Regions from separate parts of the Mus musculus genome. Here all the other regions are linked to region 1. The links are chromatin contacts, called in public Hi-C maps. All regions are on one chromosome and are shown on one strand. Each heading gives the region's core, a stretch centred on a gene start, on an enhancer-like site or on the middle of the called end of the contact. The rest is flanking DNA. Distances are from core to core; before and after follow the strand shown.

Region 1 (2,915 bases), core at 226-2,725:
GCCATAGAATCTCCCACCCTCTCCCTGGGGGAGCCTGAGCTCTAGAAGGCAGGGGACAAGCCTCAGGATTCCTGATGTGTGCAGCTCAGCAGAACAAAGGCATGCTCACAGGGTCTAAACAAGCACATATATTTTCACAGAAGGTGACAAGCCTAGAACTGGTTGTACATGTTTCCCAGTACTAGGCTAGGAGGGGTTTGGGGACTGAGGTACATTCTGTGTGTCCAAGCAGTGATGTAATGGTGACCAAAATAAAACTCTTGTTTTTTTCAACAACAGACTCCATGTGAAGGAGATGCAGAAATGTCATTGAGAGTTAGGAGGGTCAAGATCAGAAAGGGATCAGTTCAAAGGGACTGTGGCTCAGACTGCTTGGATCAGAGACTGCCTTCAAAATCCTGTTATTTCTTTATTGTGATGGTAGAGATAGAAACTGGGGCCTTACACATGCAAGGTAAGTAACCATGCCCCGAACCAGTCCCCTAGTCTGTGGCTTTTAAGTCAGGCCAACTGGGTTGATCCTCAGCTCTGTTACTCACTCTGTGTAACGTTAAGGACATCTCAGCTTCTTCCCCTACAAACAGATGCTTATTAATGATAGCAACAGGCTTGCATTTGCACCTAATATAGACCTGGACCGCTTGCCTCCACCTTCTGAAACCCAGAGAGAACCTAAGCTCTTTATGTGGAAAGAGCTCACTAGGCTGTCCAGAGTAACACACACACACACACACACACACACACACACACACACACACAGAGAGAGAGAGAGAGAGAGAGAGAGAGAGAGAGAGAGAGAGAGAGAGATTTCAATACTAGGAGCACATTTTCGTTCCCCCCACCACCACCCTTTTCTTTGAACCAGATGAGCACAAAGCTGTTTGACGGCTTTTGAATTTACAGAGTCCCCCCACCTTCTGCCCCCAACTCTTTTGAGCATCTCAGGCCAGATGAATTCTCCACGTCAGCAGAATTTTACATATGTTATGCAAAAGTACATCGCTGAAACACAGAGCAGAAGACATAAATAATGCAAATTGAACATCCATCTTAACCCCAGCCAGATGAGGCGGGGTGGGGCTACAATTAGCTAGGGAGAACTGACAATGGTTATTGTGGCGACATAATCTATGGGAGGTGTCCAGTTACAACCAGCACATTTGCAAGGCAGAAATATAGAGCCTGATAAAAGGAAAGGACAAAGAAAACCGTGAAGGGACAGAAAACATGGTAGGCAGACAGATAAACAGAACCCCCTGAGATGGACAGGCAGGGAGATGCACACACAAGGGAAGGCCAGCTTTGGCTTTGAGTCAGGGCAGAAAATGGCAGTGTTGTCCTTGAAATCCCTGCTGTGGGGGTCATGATCAAGCTGTTGATTCTGTTTCAGTCTAAATTACAAAGGACTTGCAATTATATGTTGAAAATTGTCCGGCCGTGTCCCCGAGCAGATGGGAAGGCCGTGGTGGCAGATGACATGAAGCTAGCAAGCTGCTGGCCCTTCCCTCCTTGGCGTGGACAGAGGTTGCCTGAGTACCAAGGCCAGCATTATCAACAACAAAATAGCCACTTTAAAAACAGCCTGTAGACAGTTGTCTGTAAACTGAGGACTCAAGTCATCAACTGGTTTGAATACTTGGTCCCTGGTAGACAAAGAAGTGATGGGAGTTTTCTTATCACTTGCCACTTACTCTGGCAACCCTGAATTGTGTCATCGCGTTGCTAGTTCTGCACTGGGCACAGGTGGGACAGTGGGAAGGACTATCAATCTGGCTCTCTGGCAAAGGATGCCAGCCTCCTTCCTTCTGGAGGCTGTGCTGGCTGGAGTGAGCCGCAATCACAGTACAATGCTTCGTTGCAAGCTTTCGCTGGACAGACACTCTAGGCACATAGAGAAGGAGCAAGCAAGCCCAGGGACAACAGTCCTCACCAAATGGCCTGGGCCATGGTAGGGAGCAGAGCCAGCATGCTCTGATCAGCAGTTGCTGGGGAGCCAACCTGAGCTTCCAGCAAGTCTGGATTGTGTGGAGGCTCATCTCCCAGGGGGAATCATCACCCAGCAGAGAGAAGCTCAACAGCATCATAATCATCACCAAACTTAGCAATGACGATCAGCAGTATGGGTTATGATCATAAAAACAAGCAAATTGAAAGCTAATGCTGACCGTGTGTTCCACACTGTGTTAAATACTTATAAGAATTTGTGTGTTTAGGAGATTGCTTCTGTTAGTTTTATTTCAGTAGTAAAAGGGATTGTGGTGCAGAGAAAAATGTTCCTCCAAGGACACAGGGGTAGCCTAATGACCTAAGTGACCACCACTCTTCATTCTTCCCAGGAGCTACCTCTAATGTCATTTTTGAAGCTCTTGTCTGGCCTGATGTCTTGTTTGACAGTGTCCTCATTCTGTGACCAGTTCTCATGATAACACATAGAACTCATAGATAACTCATGCTTTTGAACCCTTGGGCTGCTGGGTGCTTAAGCCTTGCCTGGCCTGCTAGAGGACGAAAAGCCATGTGGAACAGATATGCACTGTCCCAATGAAGACCAATCTATTCCAGCCAGTGCCTATGGCCTCATGAGAAAGTCTAGACCAGTGGTTCTCAACCTTCCTACTGCTGCGATACTTCAATACAGTTCCTCATGTTGTGGTGATCTCCCCCCCAACCATAAAAGTATTTCTGTTGCTACTTCATAGCTGTAATTTTGCTACTGTTATGAATTATAATGTAAATATTGTTGGAGATAAGAGGGTCAGTGAGGGGGTCGAGGCCCACAGGTTGAGAATCAATAGTCTAGCTATCCTCTGGTGAGTGTGGCCCACCCGTACTGGCAGAACCTCTAGTCAATCTCCTAACCTGTAAACGAGAATCTCTGGTATTGTTCTAGGCTAGCAAGATTGGGACGGTTGTTA
Region 2 (2,915 bases), core at 222-2,721, 130 kb before region 1:
GCCTGGCGCCTGGGGGTGTCTTCCTGAGGCTGGGGAGCAGGAAGGGGACAATCAAGTTAACCTCTCTGTGTCTTTCTTGTCATCATCGTCCTGCCTGGCCATTTGCTCCTCTCTGCATGTGTTCCCTGTGCCAAAAAGCTGCTTCATTCTGTGTTTCCTCAGGCCCAGTCTTCATAGCCAAGACCCAGCATCTGGGTAAAGCCAGCATGTGACAGATTTATGCTTAGGAAGGACCAGACCCCAGCAGCTCTTTCAGAATATGGGAACACAGTGACAGGTTTGGTGGCCCTGGCAGCATGGAGACAGCTTTGGGTACGTGCTTGCAGGGTTTGGCTAAGCACCCTGCGTGGTCTGTATGGACCGTGTGAAGAACTTTTGCTGAATGTCTGCAGCACAGCAGCCCGACCTCAGGGCTTGGCAGCCACGCTCTCCAGCTCTCAGTTTGGTACAAAGTGCTATCATTACTGTTTGGAAGTCGCTCCTCCGTATAATGCGAAGGACTTCCAGGAAAAATGCTAGGAGTCACAAACAAAGCCATTACAAAACACAGGGTGATACGAACGCACACATCTTTGCAGGCTGTCGTCCGTTCCCCTCCCCCCCCCCTGCGCACCCCTGTTTTTCCTTTGATTTGACCTTCAGAGCCATCGGCGGGATGGAGGAAGTAGAGGGAGGGCAGGGTAGAAGGGAAGAAGGGAATATTTTCTCCGGTAAACGCAGGAAGCTCAGATATATGTGGAACTCCTTCAACAAGATCAGCTGGGGCTGAAGGATCTTTGGGGCAAACCCGAGTCAGTTTGTGGGTCTTCCCTGGGGAAGGCAGGCAGTGAGGCTGACAACCAGAGAAGTGGGAAGTAGCTCCTTGGTGCTGAGTTTGGCACCGAGTTTTGGGCTCCATTGGAGTCTTTGGCTTCCAAGCTAAACGCAGGGGGGATTGAAACCCACAGCAACCCAAACAAGGTTGAGGCTTGGCAGGAAGTTGCTGTGGGCTTGCGCTGCTCTTCACACGCTCTGGGCCGGGGCAGGTCTCTCAGAGGAGAGAGTAGTCTTTCCCTGCCAGTCCTGGTTCTTTGGACTCATTTGAACTCACACCACTGAATGCATTTACTTAGGGGACTGAGTTTTCCCCGAAGCAAAGCCCCTTCTAACACGTCTATCCTTGGTCTTATTTACCATGTAGCCTGCCAGTGAAGGAAGCCTAGGGTTGTTTTTGTGGAGAACTCATACTGAGATTTGAAGAGGCGCGCGCGCGCGTGCGTGCGTGTGTGTGTGTGTGTGTGTGTGTGTGTGTGTGTGTGTGAAAGGAAAATATGAACAGAGATTCGAAACTGAGATCTTTAGACTGTTAGTGTGAACCCCCACCCCTCAATAGTCCTAGAAAAACAGGCGATGTCGTCATAGCAGCTGCTGATGGCCTGACAGACAGTTTCCGCAGCGCTACATGAGGCCCTTTGGTGTCCCTGTCAGGAGATTGGCAGCTGAATGACACCAATGAGGCCAGGCCTGTATTCCCTCTGGGAACGCCGCCCTAATTGATAGACAGAAGGCAAAGAGAAGGATTGTTTTTGAACCTGAAAAGAATTCCCTTTTTTCTCCCTAAAGCTCACGCCCCCGCTCTCCACAGCTCTACCTCCCCACTTTTTTTTTTTTTTAAGGTGTTTTGTTCCAGAGGAGTTACAGAGCTTAATGGAACCAAGTGACTTTTACCCTTCTCAATCTGTCAGTCAAAAGCCCTGACTCCAGGCCTGTTAAATAAAGTCCTTTCAGAGGCAGACAGGAGAGGAATGTGTCAGTCAGTCACGCAATAGACCCTGTTGTGTTTTCATCTGTCAGAGGGGTGATGGGGGAGAGCCTCAGGCCCTGGGCAGGGCACATTCCCAGCAGCCGCTAAGAGGCCTTGACAAATCCAGGTGTGGAGCCAGAAGGTCCCCATTCACCCACATTCTTGAGGCCCAGACTTGGAGCCCCAGGCACTCAGCTTTGCAGTCAGCTATGAGATGTTTGGGCAAACATTCAGCACAGGGCTCATGCTAAGCATTTTTAACATAAAACCAACCACTAAGTGCCGGGTGACTGTGCAAGGCAAGGCTTTCAAATTAATACACTGCTTAGTGGGAAATACTGCAGACAGTAATGCTCCTGTCCAGGGGCCTTCGGGTAGACTCGAATTCCAAACCAATTTTGTAGAGCTGCTTTCCCCCCTTTTCCTAATACTCTCCTTTCCCATTATATGACAATCCATTAATCTTGCCCGTTTACTTAAATTGCTAGGTGATTTTTTTTTTCTGAGAGCTCTGAACAGTTGCTTTTGTTCATGATAGATTCAGAGTTTTATGTTTAAAAAAAAAACCCTCCTCTGTTAGACACACTAATGACCGACTCCTTAAGTTTGGGTGACACTTCCTCTGAGGGTTTTAGGAAAAAAAATAGGGTGAGGGAGGAGAGAGGGGGAGTACAGAAATTTCTCTGAACAAACAGGACTTGTTCTTCCCTGAGAACTGGCAAAAGCTGCAGGACATCACTCCAGATATTTTTATCTAACACAGAAGGTGTGTAGAGGGGCATGGGTCAGGTCCTGCGTGACAGTGGCCTGACAGTGGGTCTATGGGTCTATAGTCCCTCACTTCCAAAGTTTGTTTGAGTTCAGGATAAACCTGAGTATTAATTCTTTCTTGTTGGTTGTCATCTTTGTCCTCAGGAGAGCCCTTTTTGGGGTTAAATAAGACAACCCCTCCTCACCCGTCTCCTGAGTTCTTTCGCACCCCGAGGTCATCTCCCAGTACACCGCACCCAAAGGAGGCAGCTAGTGAGGTTCTCTGCCATCCTTCCCCCTTTTACCCCTTGTCTAGGAGGTTTAGGTATTAGGGGAGGCGGATCCTTCTGCAGCTTCCAAGACCACTAATATTACTTATAAC
Region 3 (2,915 bases), core at 249-2,748, 67 kb before region 1:
AAATATAAGAGAAAAAATATAAGAGAAAAAAGGTGTGTGGGGGTAGGGCTGGGAATATTTAAACTCAAAGGAGAAGGCACGTGGTCTGTTTTCACCTGGATTTCCAGATAGAAATACTAAATTGGGAACTGTAGTGCTGGAAAAACTAGACAGCTCCCAGGAACGAACCAAGCAGCATACACCTGAGAGAGAGATCTGCTACGTCAAACTTGGAGTTTAATCATAAAAAGCACGAGTGAGTCCTAACACTTCGTGTGGTCCTCTGTCGTTCTGCATTGGTTCTTTATCATTTCAGGTGAAACTGCCCCGGAGATGTGTAAGAATTAGTTTGATCATCACACAATCAGTTGTATGTTTTGTGATACCGTTTGCTCTCCATGGTGGACAGCTAGCTCTCTAGGGATGCACTCATGGTTCAGCTATGTACAGAGTCTTCCCACTCACACCCATAGTGCCCTGACCCCCCAGTTCAAAACTAATCCGAAGTCATCAAGCCTTGACCCTTAGGGAGGGCAGCCATGCCGTCAGCCAAGTAGGTTTACTGCCCCTCCTTCACTCTCTACCACTCATCAGCCTTGGTTTTATTTGCCTCAAAACTCCCATTAAATGTGTCTTGTAACACACAGTTCATTTCCCATGACCAGCATGTGGAGCTGGGTCGTTCTCCTACCAAAGAATCTAAACTATGCTTCCTTTCAACAACCCCCACACCCTGACCCACGATATACATTTCAGCGTGTTTTGTCTACGGTTCTGATTCCAGCCCTGTCATTTTCCTCATGATCACACCTTTGTGCTTCGGGACAGACACTGCAGAGTGGGAACAAGTCATTGATGCCAATGATACAGCAGCTGACCCAAACTCAGCTGTCACATGCCATCATCCTAGTCACCTACCCACGCCCACCCGCTGTTGACTGAATCATTTTTTTTCCTAATGCATATTCCAGTCTTGATTGACCATCCACCATATGGCAGGACTGTCCTGTGGGCAAGTTTATTAGTAACAGCTCACAGCTGGAGTTACAATAACTCCTCATGGCTTTGACATTGTACTAATTGACCAAGACATGTCTGTGAACAGGATGCAGAAAGTGGCCATTGCAAATTACCCCAAGCACAAATGGGAGGTTTAGTGGCAAAAACCAGTTTCAGATTAAAGGTGTCTGTATTTTAAGGCCAATGGGTGATAGGATGGGGAGATGTGGGAACCTTCTAGAAAGAGGGAGAGAGGAGGTGGGCTGGAATTCTTTGGAGCACCTAGCATGTCTTTATTCAAATGAATTGATTTGAACAAATTTCTGTTAATGAGAAAGAAGCAACTGTACTTAAAGTGGAACTAATCTCACAGTTTCAAACACTCAGACAATTAAGTCACTAAACCCATTGGGCATCCCCTGGTCATACTTCCCTGACTAATCCTGCTGTCCCAGGCAGAGCTGGGCAAGGCCAGAGAACAGTGTGTGCTGTGTTCGCCCTGTCACTTAGCATTAGAGTCAAAGAGGCCAAGTGTAAAAGGGAGCTGCTTGCCAGTGCTCAGGACAGAAGTGAGGGGACAGGCACTTGCTCTGAACTGTGAGTCTGGGGAGCCCCTGAAAAGTTATGAGAAGTGAATGGGCTGTCTGTGCATGGCTGAGGAAATGTCTTTCTCAGATGTTTTCAGCCAGTGACTTGATTGAGAGATGACCAGGGGAGGAGAAAGGATTACGCCAATGAGCTTGGAGTCTTATAAATCAGCAGTGTAGACGAGCTCAAGAGGAACTGTCAAACTCTGCAAAAACATGCTGTTGTGCAAGCTTCCGTGTCCTCTAAGAAACAAAGCCTAGCCTTGCCTTGCTCTCTAGATGAGAGAAGGCTTAGCTGAAGCTCACAGAGAACTGAGCACCGGAAGAAAACTATGGCCAGCTAAGAAATGGAAAAGAATAGATTCAAAGTAACACACACACACACACACACACACACACACACACACACACACACGCACACACCACTTCTCAGTTGTGATCTTGGTGCAAGCATCAAACTACAAATAGGGTCAAGAAACAGAGTCAAAAAAATGTCATGAGTAAAGCCTGACTAGAAATCCAGTAACATACTTGACTCTCATAAGCCTGCTCTCAACCAATGTCTTGATTTCTATCTGATGACTGAGGAAACCGAAGAGCAGAGATGGGTAGGAGGTGAACCTGTGAAGTATGGTACAAAAAATCTATATTCACATGGTTCCCCATTGATCTCCCTTTTTAGTTAATGACCTGCATACTAGGCGGCAGGGATTTGTGTGATATTGACATTTCACATTCCAAGAGTCATTCTGTGCCTTGAATGCATCTGTCTTCTGCTTTGTGCCCATGGCATTGGATCATCCCATAATCAACGGTGTCTGGCTTTATGTTAGTGAAAAGCAGCCTTGCATTTGCAAGCATAGGACTGAGCAGGAACCCTGTCAGGTTTCCAATGGCAACTGTGAGTCTGCCAGATCACGTTGTCTCCACCCACATGAAGGAATGAAGGGCAGTCTCTTGCACATCAGAAAACAAGGTCTGTTGACCCAGCCTGAGCTTGTGTTACTGTTGCCAGAGAAACATAATTGAATTTCCTGAATTATGCATAGTGAGATATAATGTTGTTTGAATAATCATATTTATTTGACTTCTAGGCCCAGTGGCATCTGTTGAGTTCACAAAGATCCTCTTGATGGAAGGAGGGATTTGTTCAGGAAGCTGTGATGGGCCCATGAGGCAGCAGGAGCTGGAGGATGCCTGGATAAGGTTGAAATGGGTCATCAGCTCCCCCATCCCAGGCCATATGTCTGCCCCCCGGGAAAGGAGAGGTGTCGGGAAGGGCAGAGCAGACCGGAGAGAAGGACAGAGGTAGAAGGGCCTTGGAAAACCATGGGTGAGCACATGTTTACT

What was found. A called contact is a pair of places that touch in the nucleus more often than the background predicts.
Region 2: a Hi-C map of cerebellum shows a contact between it and region 1, with 2.1 times the contacts expected there. The contact joins two enhancer-like sites. A contact is called at or near these places in 2 of 39 promoter capture datasets (the 3T3-L1 cell line and the C10 cell line), 3 of 15 datasets of contacts at CTCF or cohesin (the NIH/3T3 cell line, large pre-B cells and pro-B cells), 18 of 484 Hi-C or Micro-C datasets (the 3T3-L1 cell line, adipose-derived mesenchymal stem cells, bone marrow-derived macrophages and 9 more), 4 of 115 datasets of contacts at active chromatin or transcription factors (embryonic stem cells, fibro-adipogenic progenitors, heart atrium and 1 more) and 1 of 9 other capture datasets (embryonic trunk).
Region 3: a Hi-C map of cerebellum shows a contact between it and region 1, with 1.6 times the contacts expected there. The contact joins two enhancer-like sites. A contact is called at or near these places in 1 of 39 promoter capture datasets (the 3T3-L1 cell line), 3 of 15 datasets of contacts at CTCF or cohesin (the NIH/3T3 cell line, large pre-B cells and pro-B cells), 13 of 484 Hi-C or Micro-C datasets (the 3T3-L1 cell line, 3T3-L1-derived adipocytes, the C3H10T1/2 cell line and 6 more) and 2 of 115 datasets of contacts at active chromatin or transcription factors (embryonic stem cells and large pre-B cells).

What each region holds. Positions count from the first base shown.
Region 1 is chr6:50,948,526-50,951,440 of GRCm38.p6, reverse strand. No RefSeq gene overlaps it. Among named protein-coding and RNA genes, the nearest start is that of Gm31686, 5.6 kb to the right of the region's middle. Within about 2 kb of position 1,475, at least 15 of the 459 cell types and tissues checked have an H3K27ac peak or open chromatin away from gene starts, as enhancers often do. A contact at or near this core is called in cerebellum, where this site is marked.
Region 2 is chr6:51,075,962-51,078,876 of GRCm38.p6, reverse strand. No RefSeq gene overlaps it. Among named protein-coding and RNA genes, the nearest start is that of Gm31746, 16 kb to the right of the region's middle. Within about 2 kb of position 1,471, at least 80 of the 459 cell types and tissues checked have an H3K27ac peak or open chromatin away from gene starts, as enhancers often do. A contact at or near this core is called in cerebellum, where this site is marked.
Region 3 is chr6:51,015,499-51,018,413 of GRCm38.p6, reverse strand. All of the region lies in intron 3 of Gm46959 (a long non-coding RNA gene), which reads right to left. Among named protein-coding and RNA genes, the nearest start is that of Gm46959, 15 kb to the right of the region's middle. Within about 2 kb of position 1,498, at least 36 of the 459 cell types and tissues checked have an H3K27ac peak or open chromatin away from gene starts, as enhancers often do. A contact at or near this core is called in cerebellum, where this site is marked.